Linked DNA regions of Sus scrofa: region 2 is linked to region 1. The links are chromatin contacts, called in public Hi-C maps. All regions are on one chromosome and are shown on one strand. The core of a region is the stretch at or near the end of the contact, and the rest is flanking DNA. Distances in the headings are between cores, read along the strand shown.

Region 1 (4,935 bases), core at 1,886-4,385:
TAAGGTTCTGTGCCAGTGCTCACTGGATCCACCCCCACAAAGTCTTCTGTCCCTGGAATTCTGCTTCCCTCTAAGGGCCTCCCAGCTGATGGAGGGTGGGCCCAGAGGCCTCCTGAGCGCACTCACCAAAGAGCTCCGCAAAAGGGTCCCCACTCCCGAAGAACTCCCGGAAGACCTCCTCCGGGCTGCGGAAGGTGAAGGTGAAGCCAGGCCCGCCACCGCCAGCTTCTGCCCGAGATGGGCCAGTTCCTGGAGGAGAGGCAGGATGAGGAGGGGGCTTAGGGCGTGCATCTGGCCCTGAGCCAGGGGACCCCGGCAAAGGCACAGAGATCCCAGGAGCCTGGAGAGTGAGAATGCACAGCCATTGTAGGGATCTGCCTTCCTCCCTCCTCCTGGACCCACTCCCATCCCTGGGTGCCCCTGCTCCACCTACCTGCCCCGGTCAGCCCTTCCCGGCCATAGCGGTCGTAGATCTCCCGCTTATGCTCTGGAAAGAGAGACCAAGATCATTTCTCCCTCCGTCTGCGTTGACCGCCTCCCCTTCCAGGCTAGGCCCCTCCGAGATCTGTCCAGAGACCGACACTAGGGGGGCAGCAGGGTGCACAGTGGACACAGGCTATAGGTTTTAGCAGCAGCTCAGTCCTTCACTCAGCAGGTCCTTCTCATCTGTAAAATGGACACAGTCACAGCCCCCACCGCATGGTTGCAAGGATTAAATGAGATATCTACCTCAACCACTTAGCATGGTGCCTGATGCACAGTAAGCATCTCCTAAGAGTTAGCTAATTCTTACTATGTTATTATTTGTTTTTAACTTTATGGTTACACCACGGCATACGGAATTGCCTGGGCCAGGGATTGAACCCAAGGAGCAGCTGCAACCTACATCACAGCTGTGGCCACAGCAGATCCTTTAACCCACTGCACCGGCCTGGGATTGAACCCAACCCGAGCTGCTGCAGTCAGGTTCCTAACCCACAATGCCACAGTGGGAACTCCACTTCTATGCTATTATTAATCAGGGCCTAGCCTGAATGTCACAGAGAGACCTTCCCTGACGACCATCAAAAACCAGTGCCCATTCCCTGTTCCCTATCACATCACCCTGTTATGCTCCTTTGGAATAACCTTGTCCATGCATTTACTTGGTTAATGCAGGTCTCCCTTGACTAGACTGGATGAACCCATGAGGACAAGGACAGGGCCCACCTGACCTCCATTGTTCCTCAGTACCCAACAAGGGCCTGGCATCATAAGTACTCCGTGGATATTTCTTGAATTACTGAATAAAAGACCTGGAGCCCTATTCCAGCTCCGTGTGGCCCTGAGCACCTCTCTTAGCCTCAGCTACCTTACCTGAAAAATGGGGGTGATAAATCCTGCCTTGCAGGATGGCTGTGAGGACTCATGGAGACTACACCAACCAATGCCTGGCACAGAGGAGGCTGGGAACACCCTGGTTACCTGCCCTGCTTCCTTCCCCGTGTCAGGACCCATGCTGCAACTACCAGGTGCTGAGGAGCAACACTGAGACAGAGGATCAGGGGAAGAATAAAAGGGTGCTTGGCACACAGTAGGTGTTCCTCTGGAAAAAAAAAAAATCCCAAGGGAGAAAAAATCCCGGAATCCCTGTGAGAGGAGGACACTTAAATACCAGGTTTGAAAAGGCACAGAGCAGACTAGGGTGATGGCAGCACGGCCTTGGGAAGGAGTGTGATGGGGCATGAAGCGGGGACGATGGGAGCCACCTGCCCTGACCCTGGCCCTTACTGTCCGACAGCACTTCGTATGCCTCAGCCACCTCCTTGAACTTCTTCTCAGCAAACTCTTTATTATCTGGGTTCTTGTCTGGGTGCCACTGTAAAGCCTTCTTCCGATACCTGCAGGAAGTGGGTTCAGAAAGGAAGGGTCAGGGGACAAACGCAAGCACTTGCCACCAGGGAACAAAATGACCCATTTCCTGTTAGCCCACTACAGCCTGTTCACCACTCAGATCCCAGTCGATCCCAGCTGGTAGGGCTACCTCTGCAGCAATGTTTTAATGGAGTCCCTATCTCTCCCCTCTGCAGTCAGTGCCAGGGATACATACTTGCATTAGCCGATGATAACCTAGGAGTGAGAAAGTCCCGGCTCTAACCTCTCTTTGGGGCTCACTGGGGCTGGGGCTGCAAAGGATGTGGGTACTTGTGGCCAGGAAAAGTACCAGGCAGTGGTCCCTCCTAATCACAGCGCTTGAGCATCTTTGCACTGCATCCTGAGAAAACCCACACCTAAAGGCTGGGGGTTGAGGTAGCAGTAAAAGGGAGGGGGGAGGGGGGTGGGGAGGGGAGGCCGCACTGGAAAAGAACCCACACGGCAGCTCTCAGGGGAACGTGATGCTTTGGACTTTGTCCTACTGATCCAGGCATCTCCTTCCTCCCAACAGGGGTCACTCTCTGAGGGAGCCCCTCTCCCCAGTCCTGTCTAAGGAACTGCTTCCCTAGGCCCTGCCTCTAAATGGCCCATGGGGTTGGAAGGGGGCGGTGGGCGTGAAGGGGGGCGGGTGAGTGGCTTTCTGATGCACAGCAGAGGCACTTACGCCTTTTTGATGTCATCAGCCGTCGCACTTCGCGGCACGTCTAGGATCTCGTAGTAGGATGCCATGGCAACTCGTTAGTCGTCAGGCTGGCCTCCTTGGGGCTGCGGTAGAGAAGGAAGCGTCAGGCCGAAAGAACCGAGAGCCCCTCCTTGGGGCTGGAGGCCACCTGCTACCCCCACCCCGGGGGCAGCGGAGCCCTCTGGGCTGTGCTTGCGGATGGTGACTAGGCTCCCTCGGACACCCTTATCGGCTCCCGCAGGCCGGTGCTGCGGGCTATCTCGGGGACCAGAGCTGGGGCGCCCTATCTCAGTCCTCGAACTGCAGCTGCCCAGCCCAGGGCCCCCCTAGCCTGTGCTGGGGCCCCCCGCCCGCACCTCCTCCGCCGGGAGTCCCTGGCCTCCAGCAGCGCCCCGCCCCTGCCCCCCGCCAGGAACCGTCTGGCACCCGCTGCCCGGCTCGCGGCTGCTGCGTAGGACGCGGCCGGCCCAGCTGTGCGCGCAAGCATGCGTCAGCGGCACGGAAACTACTAGAGACCCAGAGGGGGCCGGCTCGGCCTGTCACCTGGGGGTGGGGGTGGGGAGTGCTGCTGCAGGGGCTGCCGGGAGATGGGGGCGGAGCCAGCTATTTTGGGCTTGCACCAGGACAACGTCATCCCCAGATGGGACCTGGGAGACAGCCGAATGCTCCCTCCAGGCGTGACGCACTCAAGAAACGAGCACCCCCTCCCAGCCCCAGCCCCTGGCTCTTCTGCCGCATTGCCTGTAGACACGCTCGAGGGCGGGTGGTTACTCACCGGGAAGAAATCAGCACCTCAGGGACTCACAGACTCCCCTTCTAGGTCCTCCCCCTTGTTCAGATCCCTGCTCTAGCGTCAGGTCCTCAAAAGAGGCTGCCCAACTTCCCGGAGTAGGTCAGACCTGTCTCGCAAAGAATCTCATGGCATCCGTCCTCACACTGGTCAGAGCTACAAGTTCGCATTTATTAGATTATTTGATTGATATTCACATCCCCAACGAGGATGTAAATTCCAAGCAGTAGAGGTTATGACTTTTTTCTCACTGGAGTATTAGGACAGTAGTGGAGGTCAGACGATCATTGGATGATTAAATAATGAACAGATGGGAACATGTTAACAGTTCTGACACATTTGGGAGAGGTGGAAGTTAAAGAGAAAAAGGAAAATCTTTTTTGAAAAGGAAAAGGAAATTCCCCAGATTTGAGGTTTTTCTTTCTAAACTGATGCTGAGTAGACCTCTTCTGTCTTAAGGTGATTTCTGTGTTCAGACCGCCTGGGAAAGTCAGAGAACCTTCTAGAACTGGCTCCCGGAGTTCCTGTTGTGGCTCAGCAGAAGCAAATCCGACTAGTATCCATGAAGATACAGGTTCGATCCCTGGCCCCACTCAGTGGGTTAAGGATCTGGCGTTGCGGTGAGCTGTGGTGTCGGTCGCAGATGCTGCTGGGATCCTGAGTTGCTGTGGCTGTGGCTTAGGCCTGCAGCTGTAGCTCTGATTAGACCCCCTAGCCTGGGAATTTTCATATGCTGCAGGTGCGGTCCTAAAACGCAAGAAAAGAAAATAGGAAAAAAAAAAAAAGAAAGGAAGAACTGGTTCCTGCTTCATATCCAGGCCAGTCCACGAGTATTAATTGAGCATCTTCTGTATTGTACATGCTGCCGGAATGTAAAAAGAAGACTGTGGCCCAATCTCTGCCTTCACCGAACTCTGACTTGCTAAGATACCAGTCCATCAGTATAGCCCCCTGGGAAACGCCAAGGCTTTGGAAACAGATCTGAGTTTGCAACCTGGTACTACTATGTGACGGGAAAACCTCTGATGACTTGGTTTTTCCTCCCTAAATACAGGTAACACCTAGGGCCGTTTGAAAGTCAAAGGAAGCATGGTACACAGTAGGTCTTAGAACAGGTCTTCTCTGGCATTATGACTGGCCCTGGTAATAATGATGACGTGAATCCAGGAGAGGGTTTTAGGCTGGGTGACCCAGAAATGCTACACTGGGCAGACGAGGGAAGAGGGTGCTGTGCATTTATCCAGGTTGCCTGGCTGCTCACAGCCTGAGCCTCCTGCCTGCCTATGGCGAATTCCCATTGTGTAGGCTTTGATAGGAGGCAGGCCACTACCCGCCACAAAACCTGACCCTTGCTCTGCCAGACTTCCCGGCTCCAAGAGGAAAAGCAAAAGCTATTCGTTCTGCCAGTGGGAAGCTCCAGTGGGGGCTCTGAATCTGGAGCAAGTCACAGAGAAGCCAAGACAGGGAATTCATTTCTTTCTGCAGTGGCAGCCGCAGAGCCAGCAGCAGCCTCTAGTGTCTGGAGGAGGAACAGTCAGCCTCAGTGTCT
Region 2 (4,486 bases), core at 579-3,078, 200 kb before region 1:
TGGGTGGACAGCCCGGGAGCAGAGAGCAGGGATGATGGAGGTGAGAAAGCCCAGACAGGGTATTGGAGGAGTAGAGATGTGTTGGCTTTGAACAGGAGGGAATGCAACCCTAAAGAAACAAGCAGGGGGTGCCTGGCAGAGACGGGCAGGGGAGCCCTGGGTGGCTGCTGGCTTGCAGAGGAGACGCGGGCATGTGGACTGTTGTCACAGGCTGTGGTGGGGCCCCTGGTGGCCAGCTGGGAGATGATGCCTGGGTGCCCCCGGGTTGGGGGTGGTCGCAGTGAGCAGCTAGTGCTCTGGGGGTGGGGGAGGCGTGTGAGTGCTTGAGCCCTCTCAGGAGAGGAAGCACTTGTCCCCTAGAGGAAAGGGGGGGCTGATTAATCGGGGCGCTAATGAGCAGCAGGGAGAGGAAGCTCAGAGGGGCGGGGGAGGCGGCTCCATCGATCCGAGCCGCGGAACCAGCAGCTGAAAAAAAAGTGAGAAGGGAATCGATCTGAGGGAAACGGCAGCTGCTGGGGATTAGAGCCCGAGGTCCACCCGCTGCCCAGCGGCCACCCCTCCCCTGCGGCAGCCCTGCCCTGCCAGTCGCAGCCCCTGCCTGGCCTGGGGTTGGCTCCCCTGGGGGGCAGGGGACCACGCTGTTCGCCCTTGGTTGCAAGGCCAGGTCAGGCCCCGTCCTTCACAAGTCATCCCAGCATGGAGCCCACCCACACACAGCACCCCAACCCCAGGCCTGGTTGGCATCCAGGGTGGGGGTTGTCCCCAGCCTCTCTTTTCAAAGTAGCTTCCTTGGCTGGGCTTCCCCCAAAGCCAGCCCCCCAGACTGTGGAGATAAGACCCCTGGGGTCAGGGGCTGCAGCTGGCGGTGTCCCAGAGGAGAAAGGGGTTGGCACTGAGAGCAGCTGCTGAGTTTGCAGTTGGGAGTCTCCACATGACCCCAGACAGTCCCCATCTCGCTGCCTCCTACCCAGGCAGCCCCCCCATGTTTCCCCCCTCCCTGCTAGACCACCAGACCCTTCCAGCGCTTCCTTCCCCACCTCCTTACCTCCCCAGCCTCTCTCTTCCCCTTTCTCCTGTTATTGATTTTTCTTTACTGGGTTTTTTTAAAAGGTGATTTAATTGCTTTTTTAAGGTTACTTCAGTCTGGGACTCTGCCAAGGAAGCGGGGAGCCGCCCCCTAAGCTCTCCCTAGCACTGGTTGCTGCTCAGGACTCTGTGTGTCCCTAGATTGTCCTGCCATCCAGTGAGATCACCAGGTCATACTCCCCAACCTGACCTCCATCATGAGCCCAAAGCACACCCTCCTCCCTCCCGAGGGCATGTCAGGGAGCCTTCAGCCTCTAGAAGGAATGGGAGCTGTAATCCAGCATGGGAGCTGGGGAGAGCTGGGGAGCCGGTGGCGAGGGGAGTTCCAGGCCACTGGGAAGTGGAACAGCAGTTAGCTGCATGCACCGCCCCCCACTGCCCCACAGCCAGCTGCTTCCAATTGTCCCCATCATACAGTCTCCCAGACTCCAGCGGGAGTCCCCCACCAACCAACCACAAGTCCTTTGAGTCCATCCCTTGCCCCCCGCCCCCGACTCCTCCAGGCCTCTTCTGTGTTCGTGCACCCCCCCTCCCATCCCTTTACACCCCCTTCCCCTCTGGCCCCCGTCCTTTCTCCCCGCCCTCTCCGCGCTTCCCTGCCTGCCTCCCTCTCTGCCCGGCTGCAGTTGGGTGATAATCTCCCTCATTTAGCCTCCCGGCTGCTTCCCCGGCTCATTGCCCAGCTGGTCCCTGGGGCCCAGCCCAGCTTCTTCCCCACCCCCACCCCCAGCCCTGCGCCCCAGCTCCCCCAGCTCTTCCCCGCTCCCCCACCCACTCCCAAGGGACCAGCTGCCCCCTGCAGTGAGCATCAGGGCCAAGTGTGGCTGGCGAGGACCCGAGTGGGGTGTGAGCAAAGGAGGAGGGGCTGCCAAGGACTCCGGGGGTGGGAATCAGGGTGCAGGCTCGGTGGTGGTGGGGGGAACCCTCTGTCCTCCAGTTGTCCACATTCCCCAGGTTTGTTACCAGTCCAGTCCTTCACCCCCCAGGGGGCAGAACCAGCTCCCTGACAGCAAAAATGGTGGACAGACTGAGAAGTAGAGATTCAGTGGCATCTGTAGAGCCGATAGGGCAGGGCAGGGGGAATGGGGGAGGGCAGAGGGGAGGAAGGGCAGGAGCACCTGGCAGGGGGCATGGAGGTTTTATTTGCACAAATTGCTCCAATAGGTAGTTTCGGAGACCGCCTGGAATCCAGCTGGGGGGTGGGGGGAGCGGTTCAAAGGAGCCTCCAAGGCCAATCCAGCACCCAAGCTCTTGGGTTACCTCTTTGCCGGGCAGGGACCCCCAAGCTGAGCAGCATTTGCCCCTTCCCAGCTTTTGTGAGACTCAGACTTCTTGCCTGGGTGGCCCCATTTGTCAGTGACGCGACCCACCCCCCATCTCTTAGATAGCATTTTCCTAGGGAGAGTCCCCAGCCGCCCCTGTTCCCAGAGTACACCCCCTGGCCACCCGCCCCAGCCCAGACACCTGTCCCAGGCCTGGCTCTGGTGCGGAACAAGGCGTGAGCCAGTGTGGGACAGAAGTGGGTGGAAGGGACACGGATGGGGGGGCGGAGGCCGGGACTGGGCCAGGCCAGGCTGGTGAGCGAGCAGCGGTGACAAACGGGCTGTGCGGGGGCCGAGGGGCGGGGGGCGGACGGCGGCTGATTTATCTGGGTTATTTATGCCGCGGACGAGGCAGGAGAAGCGGTTAATGAGAGTCCCAGGGAAGGGGGTGGGGAGGCCTGGACGTGATCTGAGGCAACTGAAGAGGGTTAGCGTCCTGCCGCCAGGCCCTGCCCCCACCGCCCGCCCACACTCTGCGCCCCCAGCCCGGTCCTGGGGCGGGGCCAGCACAGCCCTGACCCCTTTCCTGTGGCTGGTACTCACGACCCTGCGTCTCGTTTCAGGGATGCCCAAGCCGAGGCGGTGGGTCACTAATATTGAAGGGGACCAGGTCCAAGATCGAGGGGCAGCTGGAGACACTGGGGAGGGAGGCTGTGAAAGGGAGAAAGGGGAAGGAAGGAAGATGAAAAATCTCAGCTGGTCAGAAGTGGGACCAAGTCTGTGGGGCTGTGGGGGAGGGTTGGGATGGGAAGAGGCCAATGTGGACGTGGTGGGCAGGTGGCCACATCGGGGCTGAGGCTGGAGAGGGCAAAGGGCATTGGGGTACAGATCCGGTGTCAGCCAGGAGTCATCACGGGGGCCTGAGAGGCAGAGATGGGGGGGTGCTGGTCGGAGCGAAGAGAGAGCTGGGGGGAGGAGGGGGGAAGAAGATCCAGGGAAGGAGGGGGAGAGGGCTTTGCAGCAGCAAAAGCTGCTGGGAGCAGATAAGGCGGCACAGCAGCAGGAGGGATTAAAGCTCCGAGGGGCAGGGGCGGGGGAGGCAGGGACATGGGGTGGGGGGAGGCAGGGAGGCGAGGGTTGAGGGCAAGATACCCAGCCAAGGAGGGGGGGGCAGGATTTAATCAGAGGCCAATGGTGGTCGTCGCCTGGGAAAGAGGGGGGAGAGAAGGGATTCCTGACCATCTCTGCCGAGGAAGGGGACTTTTCTGCCACTGACGGAGCCCCGTACCAGTCCGGGTAGCAGAGCTAAGTGGAGGGGTGCCTTGCCGAGGGAGGGCACAGGTGGATTGCTGCGGGATGGAGGGGAGTGGCAGGGGCCGGCCCTGGAAGCCGCTGAGCTCTGTCTAGAACTTGGACGTGCGGGACACGCAGTGCCTCCTCGAGAGTGTCATGGGGACCTTGACAACAGCCAAGGGTGCCCAGCCAGCCCACCCTGGGATGGAGACTCATCACGTCCAGGGTGACAAGGACCAGCGTTTTGGAGGGTTTCTTTGTGGGGAGGGTGTCGGCTTCCCCAGGTTCAAGCCTCGGACCACCACCCTGCCCTCCTGTCCTCCAAGCCCCCCGGACGGGGGCGCTGGGGGAGGACGAAGCCTCTGCTCCCTCCAGACGGGAGCCAGCCGAGGGTGGTTCGGAGACGGCCAGGGGGGTGGAGGGGAGCCCAGAGGGAAGGAAGGGGAGGAGGAGGAAGGGGCGGGGGTGGCAGGCGGGGCAGAGTAATTGCATGTTTGTCAGTTCTCCCGTCTCTGCACACGAGGGAGCGTGTGGTGGTGGGTGTAACTTCGCCTCGAGGAGTCTCTGTCTGTTGGCAGAGGTGTCAGTGTGTCTGTCTCAGGGGTCTGTGCTCTCCTTGGCCCCCGCCCCCCACTTCATGTTTTGGGGAGCGCGGCTCTGGGCACACCCAGCTGTGCTCCGTGCTGATGCGGCAGATGTGGCGGGGCCCCAGCTGTGCCTGCTTCCCGGAGAGGGGGAGGGGGCTGCAATCTGCTCCCCCGATAATGGCTGCTAAGTGCCAGGGGGAGGGGATGGAGATGGGGGTGGAATGAGGCCCGGGCGGGAGGGAGACGTGGGCCCTGCCC

Evidence for each region. Hi-C and Micro-C count contacts between places; a contact is called where the count stands out from the background.
Region 2: a contact with region 1 is called in a Hi-C map of fetal liver, with 2.2 times the contacts expected there. The contact joins the promoter of ASIC4 here to the promoter of DNAJB2 in region 1. A contact is called at or near these places in 1 of 5 promoter capture datasets (fetal liver) and 2 of 47 Hi-C or Micro-C datasets (embryonic fibroblasts and fetal liver).

Annotation. Positions count from the first base shown.
Region 1 is chr15:121,318,119-121,323,053 of Sscrofa11.1, reverse strand. It overlaps DNAJB2 (dnaJ homolog subfamily B member 2), which reads right to left and starts at 3,135. Exons shown (of 11, transcript XM_021074972.1): 1 at 2,953-3,135; 2 at 2,579-2,679; 3 at 1,771-1,880; 4 at 434-487; 5 at 127-249. The coding sequence starts at 2,643.
Region 2 is chr15:121,517,345-121,521,830 of Sscrofa11.1, reverse strand. It overlaps ASIC4 (acid-sensing ion channel 4), which reads right to left and starts at 1,828. Exons shown (of 14, transcript XM_021076308.1): 1 at 1-1,828.